Regions from separate parts of the Sus scrofa genome. Here region 2 is linked to region 1. The links are chromatin contacts, called in public Hi-C maps. All regions are on one chromosome and are shown on one strand. The core of a region is the stretch at or near the end of the contact, and the rest is flanking DNA. Distances in the headings are between cores, read along the strand shown.

Region 1 (3,463 bases), core at 320-2,819:
TCTACACACAGCTGTGTGATTTTTAGGCTTGTCATTTAACCAGCCTTGACCTCAATCATTTCACCTAAAAATGACAGTATTATCTTACCAGCCTAAACCGGAATCATCTTACCAGAAGAAACCAAATTGTTCTTTGTGGTTTCCAGGTATAAGAGCCGCATTATTCACATATTCATCTGATTCCCCATGTAATCATGGCCTAGGAACCAGTTTGAGTAAGCTGGGTGAATTACAGTTCCTAAACTGAATTTTTACACCACCAAGAGAATAAAAAGGCCCTAGATTGTGCTTTTAACTCTGTGAGCTAAAAAAATGTATTAGAAAGGCCACGATACAGTCTTACAAAGATGACCAAGAATAACTGAATGTCTTATCCTTGTACCATGCTACAAGCAGGCTCTATTTCCCCCTGTGTTTCAGCATTACTGGAACCACGCCTCCCAAAGAAATGCAGGAGGTATCAGAAAAGCCTCTCGAGGAGGCTAGGAGAGAGATCCCGGATAAGCTGGGACTTGCTTTCAAAACAAAACAAAACCCAAACAAACAAACATTAAAAAAAAAAAAAAAACCTGTTTTTTCCTCCCCTCCAGCTATGCAGCTGCACCCAAAAGAGAAGCACTAGATTACCATCATCTGCATTTCATTCCTGTTCTTTTGCAATACTAGCTACCCGCCTATAATAAACAGACCTTGTGCTCTGGGGATAATTTACTTCCCGTCCTGTAAAGATGAAGTTCCTTATTTTCACCAACAACGAATCGGTACTCACCCTCCCTGGGGAGTCTAGACACTCCTCTTCTCGCCACCTCCCGCTGCCGGCCTGACGCCCCACACCCAAGAAATGTCCCCACTTTTCCAGCCCCTGGTGCACGCACTGGTCGCGAGGCTCTTGGTGGAAAGCGGAAGAGACCGGGGGTGCGGCTTGAGGGCGCGGAGGGGCGCCTCCCCAGCGGGTGAGCACCAGGCTGCCTCGGTCGGCCGGGGTCTCTCGAAGGCGGAAGGGGAGCAACGAACGCCGCGCCACCCCCACTTACCCACTTTGTCCTTCCCGTACATGTGCCCAGCCACCTGATGCGAGAGGGGCACGCAGCCGTTGAGGAAGCGGAGCCTGCCGCCAGCCGGCTTCGGGGTACCCTCGGGGGCGGCCTCGCTCGCCGCTGGGGTCCGCATTTCTGGGGGGCCGGGAGCCTCGAGCCGGAGAGGGGATGGTGGCTCCGTTGCCATAACGGAGAGCTGAAGCGGTTAGCGGCAGTGAGAGCAGGGGGGTAAATAGGGCGGAGGGAGGGGGCGCCGAGAACCGAGGGTCGCTCAGTCTCGGCCGCGAGGAGGCCCGGGGGTTTCTGCGGCTGGTGGCCGCTGTGGCCCGATGAGGGGGCCCATGACGCCGCAGAGGCGCGGGCGCTCCCCTGCCCAACTCTGGGCAGAGCGCGGCTCCCTGCTCCCTCAGCTCCGCCGCCGGCCCCGGCGCAGCCCCGGAGACGGATCCGAGCGGATGAGCTGCGGCTGCGGCGCCCCGCGCTCCCAGGGGCCTTGACGGCGACGGCGGCCCCACCTCCCGCGCCCCCGCCCCCTCCCGCCGTCCTCCAGTCCCCTTAGCTGCCGCGCGCGCGTCAGCGCCGCCTGCACCGCCGCCTCCGCCGCAAGCTTCCGACTGCGCGACCAGCGGCCGCTGCCGCCACTGAGCATGCCCAGAGGCCGCCCGACGGGACCCCCGCGGCGGGGCGTGCGCCCCGGCCGCCAGGGCGAGCGGAAGGCGACCTGGATGCTGGGAAGACGCTGGCGGCCTTTCTTGTCCCCACCCTGACTGGCCGTGTGACGCCTGCAGGGCTGTTGTGTCCTCATTCATTCAGTGCGCGTTTGCACGCTTACCGGGGTCCGGCTCAAAGATGCCAGAGGCTCCCAATTGTGAGGACCAGTCAGTCCCGCGTTAGGAGAGTTAGGAGGGTGGCTGTGCCCAGGATGACTTGTGAGGCCACCCTTTAACTGCGATTACCTCCCTACAATCCCCAGCCGCACAGATACAACAGGAGTAAAAACTGGCAGTTTCTTAGCAGACGCGCCTGCAAAACACCCTTCAAGTAATACTATACCCCCTCCGAAAATTGGTGCCCCTAAGCAACTAAGAAAAGAAAGAAAAAGAAACCGACACCTATATCAGACTGCAAAAGATAAGGAATAATCTTTTTTAAGTGATCATTTTTTTTCTCTTAATGAAAAGAGCCAGGTTTTTTTCCCCTCCCTCAACACGAAGTTGTGTTAAGGCAAGGTCCCTTACGTTAAGGCAAGATCCAAGGTCCTCAATAGATGGAGAATTGGGTAGGCAGAAAAAAGGGATGCACAGTGGGAGCGAGGGGAGAGCCTAGAATGAGACATCACAGTGGGTTCCTGTGTCTGTCACTGGCATTTCATATAACTGGACTTCGCCCTGCAGGTACCAGACTAAACAAGAAAATGTGGGGTAAAACCTTAGATATCTGATTTTGGCAAGTGTTACATCAGCACTTGTTCTCGGTCCAGAGAAATCCGCGCACCTGGGAGAAACATAAAACCTGGCCTGGACTCCCTATTCCAAAGGCCCTTTTCCTGGGCTCCAGAACCAAGCGCCTAAGGATTGCGCAAACTCAGTTGCTACCTCTCTAGGTCGCTACTTCTCTAGGTCTCTCCCTCCTCCCCCCTCCTGCGGCTGTCAAAATCCGGACTCAAGATCTCCCAAAGGCCCGGGACACAGCTCTGCGCATGCTCAGCACTAGCCTGACGGATAATACACACGTGCTTACCGATCGTCGCGGCGCCTGCGCGGTAGCAGCCTGGAGTCGGTGCCCTTAGGACCGTCGCTGGTCGCCCCTTGACTCCCGCTGTCCGCGCGAGCCGGTTTGTGCTCAGCGTCCAGTGCACATCCTTGCAAGCGACGGCGCCATGAGTACGACTTCCAGCGTACGAGGTGAAGTGGGGCCTGGGAGTGGGTAAGGCTGGCGGCCTGCGCACCGATTGCAGATCCCTCAGCGCCTCTTTGGGCTGTTACTGCCGCTCGCTCTGCGCGCCCGCCGGTCCTGTAACCTTGAGATGCAGAAGGGCAAGCGTTCCGCTGGCCTTCGGGCTCCCCGGACCGCACGGGGAAAAGAGCAAGATCAGAGTATGATCTCCAGGCATAAGTGGCATGGGGGCCATGCAGGCATCTACCCAGTTTTAGACCGCATTTCCCCAAACTAGCTAAACCCTAAATCCTAACGATTCTTGCTCTGCTAGTTTTTCTTATCCCCTGCGACGCCTGTTTTGTCATAGGGCCTGGATAAAAGGAAAGATGAAAACAAACAAAAAACCCTCTTCTCCACTCTCAACCCTTAAATCACCGTGGAGTGAGAACGTCGATTTCCTGCAACCATCAAGCGGTGCATGCATGACTAATCACATCTTAGTTTTTTGCACACGTTTTTTTAAAGGAAGGAAACCCAATCCGGGGTCT
Region 2 (3,463 bases), core at 359-2,858, 46 kb before region 1:
GATGGAAGGAATTAGGCTAGAGCCTTTGTGGCTGTGTGTGGGGCTAGCTATAGTGAAGGGCTCTAGAACTCAGATGTGTAAGGATGAAAATGAGGACATGAAGATGATGGAAAGTACAAAGTTAGGATCAATGCACCAGAGATTCTGGTGGAGCAAAAAGAAAAGAAAAAAAAAAGAACTAAAAGATACTCTCTTCAATAAGTGATGCTGGGAAAATTGGACAGCTACATGTATAAGAATGAAATTAGAACATTTTCTCAGGCTCTATGCAAAAGCAAACTCAAAATAGATTAAAGGCTTAAATATAAGACTAGAAACTTACATTAAAATCCCAGAAGAAAATACAGGCAGAACACTCTTGGACATAAATCACAGCAATATTTTTTTGAAACTGTCTCCTAAGGCAAAGAAAATGAAAGCAGAACTAAACAAATGAGACCTAATTAAAATTTAAAGCTTTTGCACAGCCAAGAAAACCATCGACAAAACAAAAAGACAGCCTCTTGAATGGGAGAAAATATTTGCAAATGATATGACTGATAAGGGGTTAATATTCAAAATATATAAACTCATATAATTTAATATCAAAAAATCAAACAACTCAATTTAAATATATGCATAAAATCTGAACAGACCTTTTATCAAAGAACACACATAAGATAGCTAACAGGCACATGAAAAGATGCTCAACATCACTAATCTGAGAAATACAAATCAAAATTGCAATATCACCTCAAATTTGTCAGAATGGTTATTATCAAAAAGAACACAAATAACAAATGTTCGTAGAATGTAAAGAAAAGCAAACCCTTGTACATCGTTGGTGGGAATATAAATTTATATAGCCACTATGGAAAACAGTATGGAGGTTCCTCAGAAAACTAAAAATCAAACTACCATATGATTCAGTCTAGTCCTGAAGAAAAAAAGATTAATTGGAAAAGATACATATACCACAATGTTCATAAAAGCATTATTTACATTTGCCAAGATATGGAAGCAACCTAAGTATCCATCAACAGATGAATGGATAAAGAAAATGTGGTATATACTGAAATTTTGCCATGTGCAATATGGGTGGACCTGGAGCATGCAATGTTCAGTACAAGTAAGAGAAAGACAAATACCATATGTTACCACTTACATGTGAAGTCCAAACAAAACAAATGACTATAACAAAACAAACAGCCTCACATACACAAAGAACCACCTAGTTACTACCAGTGGGGAGGGAAGGATGGAGGGGCAAGATAGGGATAGGGCATTAAGAGGAACAAAGGACTATTAAAAATAATAAAAATAAACATATTGGGGAGAAGGAATTATAAATTTAGGAGGTAGTGAGTGGGATAGTAATGAGTAATGTCTAGGGTGTCCCCATAAGAATGAGTGGCTGAAGAGGGGGTGAAAACAAAAATCCCAAGTAAGGTGGTTATGGACAGGGTAGGGTGCTGGGAAAATCATCTGTATATACATGCACATCACCAAGAATAACCTCAGAAATTTGGGTGGGGAGTATGACTGTAAGCCAGGTGTTATATTTAGCCCATCACTAGAGGGGCTATGAATAGATTACTGCAATAAGGAGGGAGAGCAGCTACTTGGTAGGAGTTTGCTTTGCTCTGTTTTGAGGAAAGAGACAGAAATAACAATGATTCTGGAAATGACTACAGAACAGCCTAGCACCTCCTGGCCTAAAGTTAGTTATGTGTGAGGAAAACAGTCATCACTTACCTTCAATATCTTCTCCTGAAAATGAAAGAAATTTTGTAATGCCTTTTAAAAGGATTACTATAAATAGTTTAAGAACAATGTGATACTTGCAGCTATTTATAGATCTGTTGTGTGGAAGCTGCAAGTGTTAGCTGCTATTCACAGCCTAAATCAAAAGTATATGAAAATCATATTTCAAAGAGTCAGATACTTGAGCCCTTTGTAAAAAAAGGAAAAAAAAAAGTCTTTACGAAAGCTATAAAAAAAATTAAACAGCTGTGAAAAGCTACATAGCATGTATTTGCATAGTTACTGAGCACGAGTCTGATTAATTATCCTACTTAAGGTTACACAGAATTATAGACCTAGAAACTAGAAATTAGGGATAAACCCACTGACTGCTTTGGCAAAGTTAAGTCCAGAGTGTTAGATCTGTCAGTCACAGCCCCAATAACATTTTCCCACATTTATGTTTTTCTTCTACCAAGTAGTATACATCTTGAAGACAAGTACTAGATCCCTTATTCAACTTTTTTAAATCCGCAAAGCCAAATAGATAAGGGGGAGATATTGGACTGTGCCCTCCATTTTTAATGAATGAATGAAAAAAATAATTGGTCATTAATTAAGTAACTGATTCATGGAATTTCAAATACATGCCAAAATATCTTACCTATTTCTCAAGTTTTTAAATTACATTATACATTTTCACAGCCAAGTCAATTTATTTCTCTTATAGCATACTTCTCCTATGAGGTTGATTCCAAATATTTTAATCCTTAAGATAGAAAAAATAAATATTCATACAAAATAGCTGGACCTATTTTTTTCTTTTCCGTGCTCACGCTTCTACTAACATCCTGTCTTAAATCATCTTTGAATCTCTGATGATTTCCATAGATTTTGGTACATAGTATGTACTCAAATGTTTGTTGAATGAACAAGTTATTTTCAAACTATCATGAGTTTGTTAGCATATTACAATTAAAGAAAAAAGCGCCAATGCAAAACATTTTAATAGGGTGTCAAATATACAGTTATTAGAATTATCTAAATATCACTTATATAAAAATCATTGTATCACATTAGATGATTCTATAAAATAAAAACACAAATCACACATTAACAACAACCCCTGCAGTCCAAGAACACCCCCCATCAATAGTACAAATTACATTTTAAAAAAAGACATTGCTTAGACATTTAAACAAAAGTAACTCTGACTAAATACATTCATCCATCAAGTACAATAAATTTAGCATAGTCACTAAGAACACAATTTTAGGTGCAATATCACATGCTTTCAAAAATCCTCCAGTTCAGCTCCCATAGTAAAGTGTCTTTGTGCACACCGTTTTCATTTATATGCAGGTGCATCATACATCATATTTAAGACTATTTCACTTCATAATCAAATGTGTTAATATATATTGTAAATGAGTATGAGGCCAAAATTTAAGCCCAGTAATGACAAATTTTAACAACTAAAAAACTTTCTTTAGAGTATAATTTTACTAATTTAATTGCATGAATACGATTTCCTCTTACACTATCAAAATAAGTAAAAAAAATTTAAACATTAACGCCAAAAAGATGGAAACTCCAACCTTCCTAAGATGTTAACAAGCATTTTAACAATATAATCATTCTGTAAGACTGAAAGTAATTTCATATCCATTGCCAAATTTAAAATATCAGTGATTTGAAGACTGAGGCCTAAAATATTTGTACTAAGTTGTAAAGTACAATT

Evidence for each region. A called contact is a pair of places that touch in the nucleus more often than the background predicts.
Region 2: a contact with region 1 is called in a Hi-C map of heart right ventricle, with 3 times the contacts expected there. The contact joins the enhancer-like site here to the promoter of IPMK in region 1. A contact is called at or near these places in 1 of 5 promoter capture datasets (liver), 4 of 47 Hi-C or Micro-C datasets (embryonic fibroblasts, fetal heart ventricle, fetal liver and 1 more) and 1 of 2 datasets of contacts at active chromatin or transcription factors (alveolar macrophages).

Annotation. Positions count from the first base shown.
Region 1 is chr14:92,381,577-92,385,039 of Sscrofa11.1, reverse strand. It overlaps IPMK (inositol polyphosphate multikinase), which reads right to left and starts at 1,569. Exons shown (of 6, transcript XM_021073222.1): 1 at 1,035-1,569. The coding sequence starts at 1,224. It overlaps CISD1 (CDGSH iron-sulfur domain-containing protein 1), which reads left to right and starts at 2,738. Exons shown (of 3, transcript XM_021073223.1): 1 at 2,738-2,941. The coding sequence starts at 2,917.
Region 2 is chr14:92,427,981-92,431,443 of Sscrofa11.1, reverse strand. It overlaps IPMK (inositol polyphosphate multikinase), which reads right to left. Exons shown (of 6, transcript XM_021073222.1): 6 at 2,712-3,463. Among named protein-coding and RNA genes, the nearest start is that of IPMK, 46 kb to the right of the region's middle. Within about 2 kb of position 1,608, at least 2 of the 83 cell types and tissues checked have an H3K27ac peak or open chromatin away from gene starts, as enhancers often do.